Regions from separate parts of the Mus musculus genome. Here regions 1 and 3 are each linked to region 2. The links are chromatin contacts, called in public Hi-C and HiChIP or PLAC-seq maps. All regions are on one chromosome and are shown on one strand. The core of a region is the stretch at or near the end of the contact, and the rest is flanking DNA. Distances in the headings are between cores, read along the strand shown.

Evidence for each region. Hi-C and Micro-C count contacts between places; a contact is called where the count stands out from the background. HiChIP or PLAC-seq counts read pairs in DNA pulled down with a chosen protein or histone mark.
Region 1: a FOXA1 HiChIP or PLAC-seq map of pancreatic cancer cells shows a contact between it and region 2. The contact joins two enhancer-like sites. A contact is called at or near these places in 1 of 15 datasets of contacts at CTCF or cohesin (the NIH/3T3 cell line), 3 of 484 Hi-C or Micro-C datasets (bone marrow-derived macrophages, embryonic fibroblasts and ventricular fibroblasts), 4 of 115 datasets of contacts at active chromatin or transcription factors (cardiomyocytes, double positive thymocytes, embryonic stem cells and 1 more) and 1 of 9 other capture datasets (embryonic stem cells).
Region 3: a contact with region 2 is called in a Hi-C map of bone marrow-derived macrophages, with 29 read pairs. The contact joins two enhancer-like sites. A contact is called at or near these places in 3 of 39 promoter capture datasets (the C10 cell line, cranial neural crest and second pharyngeal arch cranial neural crest), 1 of 15 datasets of contacts at CTCF or cohesin (CD8 T cells), 3 of 484 Hi-C or Micro-C datasets (bone marrow-derived macrophages, cerebellum and cortical neurons), 4 of 115 datasets of contacts at active chromatin or transcription factors (CD8 T cells, the NIH/3T3 cell line, embryonic stem cells and 1 more) and 1 of 9 other capture datasets (embryonic stem cells).

The regions. Positions count from the first base shown.
Region 1 is chr9:56,550,876-56,553,589 of GRCm38.p6, reverse strand. No RefSeq gene overlaps it. Among named protein-coding and RNA genes, the nearest start is that of Gm31529, 28 kb to the left of the region's middle. Within about 2 kb of position 1,294, at least 150 of the 459 cell types and tissues checked have an H3K27ac peak or open chromatin away from gene starts, as enhancers often do. A contact at or near this core is called in the NIH/3T3 cell line, bone marrow-derived macrophages, embryonic fibroblasts and 1 more, where this site is marked.
Region 2 is chr9:56,369,650-56,372,349 of GRCm38.p6, reverse strand. All of the region lies in intron 2 of Peak1 (pseudopodium-enriched atypical kinase 1), which reads left to right. Among named protein-coding and RNA genes, the nearest start is that of Peak1, 47 kb to the left of the region's middle. Within about 2 kb of position 1,424, at least 66 of the 459 cell types and tissues checked have an H3K27ac peak or open chromatin away from gene starts, as enhancers often do. A contact at or near this core is called in the NIH/3T3 cell line, bone marrow-derived macrophages, embryonic fibroblasts and 1 more, where this site is marked.
Region 3 is chr9:56,212,284-56,215,030 of GRCm38.p6, reverse strand. The region is part of intron 6 of Peak1 (pseudopodium-enriched atypical kinase 1); the gene reads left to right. Among named protein-coding and RNA genes, the nearest start is that of Peak1os, 28 kb to the left of the region's middle. Within about 2 kb of position 1,465, at least 65 of the 459 cell types and tissues checked have an H3K27ac peak or open chromatin away from gene starts, as enhancers often do. A contact at or near this core is called in the NIH/3T3 cell line and bone marrow-derived macrophages, where this site is marked.

The sequences.
Region 1 (2,714 bases), core at 45-2,544, 180 kb before region 2:
TTAACTCATTTGCAGCCTTTTTAAACAGAAACAGTCATTTTAATCTCCAGGGTAATTAGCTAGGCCCTGTCCATCAATCATGACGGCTGCCATTATTTTAAGTATTTTATTAATTAAGGAGGGAGGGGACTAAGGCACCCTTCAACCCCCCAACACTGTTTACTGAAGCTGGAAGGACCCTGAGCAGGAGCCGAAGAGCACTAGACAAAGGGTCAGCGAAGTCTGTGCTGAGAACGATGGCTGTCAGAGAAAGGCTACCATATGACAAAGTTGAGGTGACAGGTGCGGAGACCCCCCACCCCCACACCAAGGCTTGACTCTTGACAAACAACGATGCCCCATTCAGAGTCTGGAAGTGCTGGGGTGTGGGATCCCCAAGGTCTGCTTTGGTAACTGCTCCTAACTTTCTGGGTGACAACGACATGCCCCTGCCCCACCATATGCCCTATGATACTTTAGATGTATGTGGGATAGTCAGAAACCAAGGCTTCTAAGTGCCCAGGGGCCTCCAGCCACTGGAGGGCAGCAGAGCCCCAGGGACCCCAGAGCGAGGGCTGGACTGGCTCAGTCTGTACCAGACCCCATAGCTCCTGTGTTTGTCACTCACTGCTCAAGGTCCCATTGCTCAGTCCTGTGACTTGGACAGGAAGCTGAGTCAGATGGTCTCTGACCCTGCTAACAGCTTGGTTTTGGCTATTCAATAGGAGCCTGCCCTGGCCTGTCTCCCTCACATTCCAGATGGGGAAACAGACCCAGAGAGAGGAAGGGTGTTGTTATACTAGTCTTGTTTAGTATTTGTTAATAAACATGGACACAAAATTCCTGGCCTGAAGAAGACCTTCCGGGGGCCATCAGGAGAAACTTGTAACCAAACAGTAACCACTGGGCAGGATGAGAAAGCTGACAAACAGCTTAGGACAGAAGGTCAGCAGAGGCATACCCCAAGCAACCTGGACAGTCAAGGGAGGCTTCCTGGAGGAGGCACCTCTCAGATGAATCCTGGTGAAAGGCAGGGCAGTGCATCCCGCAGGAGAGGGAGAAGCAGTGCAGGGACCCGGGCAAGAGTATGAGGAGGCTGAGAGGGGTACAGGCAGATTGGACACCACAGGCCATTCAGGAGGCCCGAGTGGGAGAGAGTAGGGCAGGGCAGCAGGGTAGCTATGGGTGTCTGGAAAAGAAAGGAGCGAGGCAGGAAAGTGCTGGGTCTGGTGGCCACTGTCTTGCTATGTCCTGCTATGTCTCCCTGCTCCCAGCCTTGGGCTTACCCTGAAGTTGATGATGTCATTTTCTCCAAGAGCCTCTCCCTAAGCTGTCCTCTCTGCGACTCATCTGGGAGGCGAGAGAGTAGAGAAAGAAGGGACTGTGGAGACAGGAAGAGAAAAAAAAACCCAAAACAAAAAACTATGGCTGAAAGGGACAGCCAGGCATGTGAGGGCTGCCTGTCTTAATGCCCTGAGCCATACCAGCACCATCCTCATTAGATAGCCTCTTCTTGCATACCTCCTGGCCGGGGAACTCTCTTATCTCTGGAGTCAACCGCCTTCTCTCTAGTTGCTGACTCTGTGCCTGGGTGTGCAGAGAGCCCCACTTGCAAGTCTAGGACACCCCTCGTGCCTCCAGCACTAGTCTTCAGCTACCTTAGTTCCAAGTCAGCCAGGCAGGTAGAGTACTGACCGTGGTCATCAGTTGCTTAGCAAACTGGGAAGATCAGAGAGCTTCGCTGGTCACTAAGCTGGCACATGATCTTCTGGGAGAGTTCTGGGTCTGGGCACTGGCTCTGAGGTTGGGGGAAGGGAGGAAGAAAGCAGAGGTCCAGAAAGAGGGAGGAGGGAAGAGGATCAGGCTGAAACTCGGTTGCTAGGGGCAACAGCATTACATCCTGAGGAGGAACCAGATGCTGAGGAGGGCAGCAGATCCAAGCCCGGCAGGCTTGGGGGTGAAAGGGGGAGCACACAGCCAGGAACCCAGGAAGAGGGTGGGACACGCGTAGGGTGTGTGTGTTGTGGGGGGCGGTTGGTGTGGTAAAGGAGGGTTATGCTACATGGGGTATGTGTGTGGTGTGGTGTGGTGATAGGGAAAGAGTATGGTATATGGTGGGGGAGTGGTGTGGTGTGTGTGTGTGTGTGTGTGTGTGTGTGTGTGTGTATGGTATTTTGGGGGGTGTTGTTATGTGAGGGGTTGTGGGAGGGTAGTGCGTGGTATGTGTATGCATTCTCATGTGTGTCTAGCCAGGCAGTGGTAGTGCATGCCTTTAATCCCAGCACTTGGGAGGAGAGGCAGGCAGATTTCTGAGTTCGAGGCCAGCCTGGTCTACAGAGTGAGTTCCATGACAGCCAGGGCTATACAGAAAAATCTTGTCTCGAAAAACCAAAAAAGAAAAGAAAAAAAGAAAAAGAAAAAGAAGAAGTGTGTGTGTGTGTGTGTGTGTGTGTGTGTGTGTGTGTGTGTATGATGAGGAGGGAGGGGTATGGTATATGGGGTACATGTGTGGGGTGGTGGTAGGGAAGGGGTATGGCATTTTGTGCAGAGGGGTGGTATGGTATGGTGTGTGTGTGTGTATGATATTTGTGTGAGTGTTGTGGTGTGAGGGGTTGTGGGAGGGTGGTATGTAGTGTGTGTGTGTGTGTGTGTGTGTATGTTATGGTATAGGTATATGGTGTGTGTGTGTGTGTGTGTGTGTGTGTGTGTGTGTGTGTGTGTGACTTAGGGCAGGT
Region 2 (2,700 bases), core at 175-2,674:
CTACTAGCTATAGTGCAGTCTTTTGGGAAGAGCAAGTATCCTGTGGACAAATGTCAGGGCTGTCTGCACAGCCCCTTACCATGCTTCAGTACCTGCCATTCATCTCCCCTTTAGTCCTAGTGGGTCATATACTGTCTTGTAAGTGGACCTAGGGCATTATGGGTGGAGAGTAATCTCTAGGAGTCAGACTCAGTAGCACTTCCTTTGGGTGCTCAGTACTGCTCACTACTTAGGAAGAGATGTGGCCATCGAAGTCCAAGTCCTACTTCTGTCATCCAAAGGAAGTAGTGGGCTGAGAATCTTTCAGTAGGTCTGCCAGGTTTCATTGTTCTAAGCTCTTAGTCTTTTTAGTCTATCTATCTTTTTGTTGTATGTCCAGAAAGACTTCCATAAGTTGGCGTGGTTTTCATACTTGTACCCAGAACCTTTCAGTCTGTCATCTTTTCTTGGAGATTACATTCAAATCTCTCACATCACCTGTGGGACATCTCTTGTGACCTCTGCTCACCTTTTCTTCCTACCAAGCCTTGCTTTTGCAGGGAGGTACTCTTCTCCCTGTATAACTTTGCACACAAATACCAAGCAGACGTCTGTTTTCTTAGTGACATTTAGACACATCTGATAAAATGTGACTAAAGTGCTCTACTACTCAATTGGCTGGCCTCCAGATTTTCTTTTAATCAATTTCCCAGCTGCCTAATAATGCCATTTTTATAAAATAATTGTTGTGTGAATGTAAATCATCTTGACTAAATACAGGAACTGATTGACCTATTTACAGAAGGATTAGCTTAAACTCTGAGTATGAAGTAATGGAAGGGCAATTTAAAGAGTTGATTAAGGAACAAAGTATATGAATAGTAGAGCCATTAATGCTGGAAACGGTAAACTCTTTGATTATGATAAAATACCCAGAAACTCAGTACCCAGCTATAAGATTGAAGTCTGTGAATAAACACAATAAAAATGATTGTCTGCCTTGTCCTAAGCTATTATTAATTAAAGTTTTGGTTTGGGAAATGTTCTTAAAATACTTGTCTTAGGAAAATTATTCTTTTTTTTGTGTGGGGGGGATGTGATTCTTTTTTTCAAGATAGGGTTTTCTGTATTGCCTGGGCTGTCTGAAACTCACTCTGTAGACTAGATCTGCTTGCCTCTGCTTCCAGAGTACTGGGATTAAAGGCATGTGCCATCACCACTTAGCTTGGTAATTTATTCTTACTTATAATGAACATTTTTGTATCAAGAAGCTGATTGATTCTGCTAAACACAGCATGGGACTGTATCCTGGAATGTGACTCGATTATTGATTGAATAAACAACTGCTTGCTGAAGCACATTTCTTTGTCTACTCAGTTATGTGTAAGAAAGGCTTTCAGTCACTGGTTCAGGAGGTAGGAGGATGTGTCATAGGTTTTAGTCATGATTCCAGTCCGGCAAGCTGACATTGGTGACTTCCTGTCCTCCTGAGTCAGTCTTATTGTGAAGACCAGTTTGTGTGTACATGATAAAGTGCTGTATAACCGTGACTCCAGACTCAGAGCTGAAGCAAACTCTTGGCTCCTTCTCTGCCAGCCTTTTATCTCGTGGCTGGCCTAGCCCCATTAACATTGTGTTCAGTTCTTATAACTTAGAACGTAGGATTATATTTCCTTTTATCTTCTGCTTACCATCACTTGCTGTTGCACATGGTTGTCAGATGGTAAGCCAAGGTTCCATTAATTTTCACCTGTTTTGTTTCATTTAATAATTGCAAGGAGTGTAGTGTGGTGGGGGGTGGTGCCTCATTTTCCTATGAGGGAAACGTGAGGGAGATTACCGAGCTACCCACATGCTAGAGGTATGATGCCAGTCATTTTTCATTTTTATAAATATATAGCTTAGGTGAAGACCTATTGTACCTTAGCTAAAGCAAGCTTTGATCTCCATTCCTGCCCCCCACCCCCCGCTTGTTCTCAGTAATGGTTAGTGTCTAAAAAAATGGTATTATAGAAAAATGTATGCATTTGATAGCATAACTTAGAAATTTTAACATTACAACACCATTAAAATGTCTTGTTAATGTTATATAACATAGAGTGTATATTTGAGAATCCCTTAGTGCTGTAAAAAAATGTCTTTCAAGTAAGATGAGCTAGTTCTTTGTTTTTAAATTTTTATTAAGTTTTAAAATCAGCATAACAATATAATAGGTTGTACCCTGGTGATTCATACATATATGTCATTGTACCTTGTTCTAATTAATCCCCAAGCTAATGTTTGTAATAGGTATAGTTTGTTTTTAAGGCATAGAGCTCCTTATTATATATACTTATAAGCCAAGTAGGCTTGCTCTAGCACAGTGGTTCTCAACCTGTGGGTCACAACCCCTTTGTGTATATGTGTGTGTGTGTGTGTGTGTGTTCAAATGATCTTTTCACAGGGGTCACTTATCAGATATCCTACATATCAGATACTTACATTGTGATTAATAACTGTATCAAAATTACAACTATAAAGTACCAAGGAAATAATTTTATGGATGGATGTCACTACAAGATGAGGAAATGCATTAAATGCTTGCAGCATTAGGAAGGTTGAAAACCACTATTCTATCAGGAAAATGGGTGGATAGTGTTCTTAATATGTCCAAATTTGAGGCAGATGGCTTGTCCTGTAGTTCTAACACTCTGGGGGCTGAAGCAAGAGAAACCTGAGTTG
Region 3 (2,747 bases), core at 216-2,715, 160 kb after region 2:
AAACCTTTGTGGTAGTCTAGGAAGGCAGTAATGGTAACAGTAGAAGTGAAGAAAGGACAATTTGGAAGATATTTAGGAATAAAATCAGTAGGAGCTGTAAATCAGTTGGACATAGGGAGTAAAGATGGGAAAGAAGTCCAGAGTGAACTTGATGTTGGAAAACAGGAAACAGAGCCAGGTAATGGAGCCATTCACCAGGAACAGAGAAGGCCAGAGAGTGAGGGTGCAAAGGGCTCAGGTTTGATTGTACTGGATATTAGGAATTCACAGGATAAGGCAACACAAATTATTCAGCCAGTGTTTACAGTGTGAGAGTCAGAGACATAAATGTGGTTTACAAATGCAGGTATGTGGTCAGCAGTGGAACAGAATGTCGAGTGAACACTAGCAGTTCAAGCCACCTTTGGGACAAAGAATCAAGAGATAGTAAGTGACCAGCTTACATATCATACTCATGCCACTCCCATCCCCCTTGTCTCTGTTTCTTATCTTAAATTCAAAGGGCAGCAGGCTGGAAGGTCTACTTTACAGGTAGCAGACAGTGAGGGCATTCTGGAAGGGTCAGTAATGATAGCCGTGTGCTGTCTTTTCCTTCCCAGCTGCTCATACTGTGGCTTTGCAGTCATGGCCCCCTACAGTCTACTTTATACAAGTTAGCTGTCTGGGTTGACATTCTTATTACAAACATAAATGCTTTATAATGACAAATTTGCCTCAAAGGTATGCAGAGCAGTTGCCATGAGCAACACATAAAATGAGCCCCTGAACGAAATGAATGTTTGGAATTAAACTTTTCAGATTGTGTGTGAGGAGCCATTGTCCAGCTCAGATCCCCTGCTGGGACCAGGCTGTGTACATATTGTGTGTTTGACCCGGGTTTTAGAAGGTCTTGAGAGAGGGTAATCTGACCCTGATTCTGGCTTTGTTTTTTTGTTTTTCCATTTCCCAGCAGATAACTCGTCAGTGGTTAAAGTGTCCCCACCCTGTATTTGGAAATCTTGTCAGATGGCTTTCATCCGACAAGCGGTGGCCAGTGCTGTAGAAGCATCAGCCATGCTGGTCTGCTTAGTTAATAGCAACAAGATACTGCTCCTCCCGTGTGTATTTTGCCAACTCAAATATGTACCCATTTTCCCTTCAAGCCCCTGCTTTTGCAACTGTACATTATGTCGTGTAGAGATCAGCTAGCTACCCATTGTAATGGTCCCCTGATCCTTCTTGGGAGGAGGGATCAAGCTGACATGCCCGGTGAGCTGGTGAGCATGAAACCCCTGCACCCAGGGAGGACTCCTAGCCAGCTTCTACTCTTCTCATCTGGTGCTCCCTTTACTGAGTGAACTCGGCATCGCTAACGCTGATGATTCAGAGACAGAGACAGACAGGCAGGCAGGCAGACAGACAGACAGACCATGGTATATTTTTCCCACATTCAGCAGCTAGATTTTGTTCTGCTGCAATGTGTTCTGTGCTTGGATGCTGATATTGTAGCTCCCTCTAGTGTCTCTGGGGTGCAGTCCCTCAGTTCTTCAGTTGGAGAGACTGTAGACAAACACAGAATCTGCCCAAATTGGCAGCATTTTAAAAAGGCTTTCCCATAGTTTTCTCTTGTTAGGAATGTGAAATTTTCCTCATTCTGCTGTTGGTTCAGAGCGTGGGAGATGGGACCAGGATCCCTGTGGGAATAGTTCTTCTGAGGGCTCCTTGAGATGCCCCTGTTTAAGCCAGCTAGCCTTATAAGGAAAGAGTGGGAATTCTGTTCAAAAGAGATTGATGAAAACGTGAAGCTGAAAAGTTTATGTTGATCCCAAGTAGAGAAAATATTAGGTAAAGGAATTTAAAAAAAAAAAAACTGGCAGTAAAAACTTTGTCCATTTATTCTGGAAAGAGTGGTTTGTTCTCCAGAATAACTTTTGGGCTAGAAATTTATCATCTGAAGTCAGATCATTTTGAGGTATTTTTCTAATCTAAAGGAGTCAAGTTATTAATATTTGAAAAATGGCTACTATGTAGTACATAGAATAATATAATATTCCTGCCTAAATTAACATCATTGCAGCCTCTATAATAAAGATTTATGAGCTACCTATCATGTGAAATCCTATTATGGAAATCTCCACAAGTCCATGTTTGGGTTGTAACCGGCTTCACGGTTATAAACCAATTAAAAGCACAGTGCCTCTCCTCTCTCTTCTGCTCTTTCTTCTCTCGTTTTCATTTGCCCTTAAACCAGATTGACCCATTATTCTTCAGCCTGTCTGTGTAAATACAGAGATAAGGAAGTGCTACCTACTCAGCTTGCTCTCTGGGCAGGCCATTTTCCTCCCAAGCATCCAAAATAGTGGAACAATTTATCACTTCTTCTGTGTAAGTCACTCCAACCCTTTATCTCAAGTTGATCTATGAAGCCAAACATAAATTCTAGTTGTAGAATCCATGTTCTTATCTACTCCCAAAACTTTGGAAGACTTTATAAAAATATGTATGACTGCCTCTGTGTGTACATGCAGATAAATTTAAATATCACAGGATAGGCTATCTCCTTTACATTTGATCTTGAACCACCTAATGGTGAAGTTTTTCTTTTTCTTTTTCTTTTTTCAGTGTAAATTGGCATAGTAAAAAGTAAAAATTTAGTTAAACCATTTTTTCTTAGAACTAGGATGGCTTCCTTGGACTAGAACATAATGCTGATCTTGGCATCGATGGTGGTGACCTTAGCTAGGTGTAGTGACCACAGGTGTATGTAA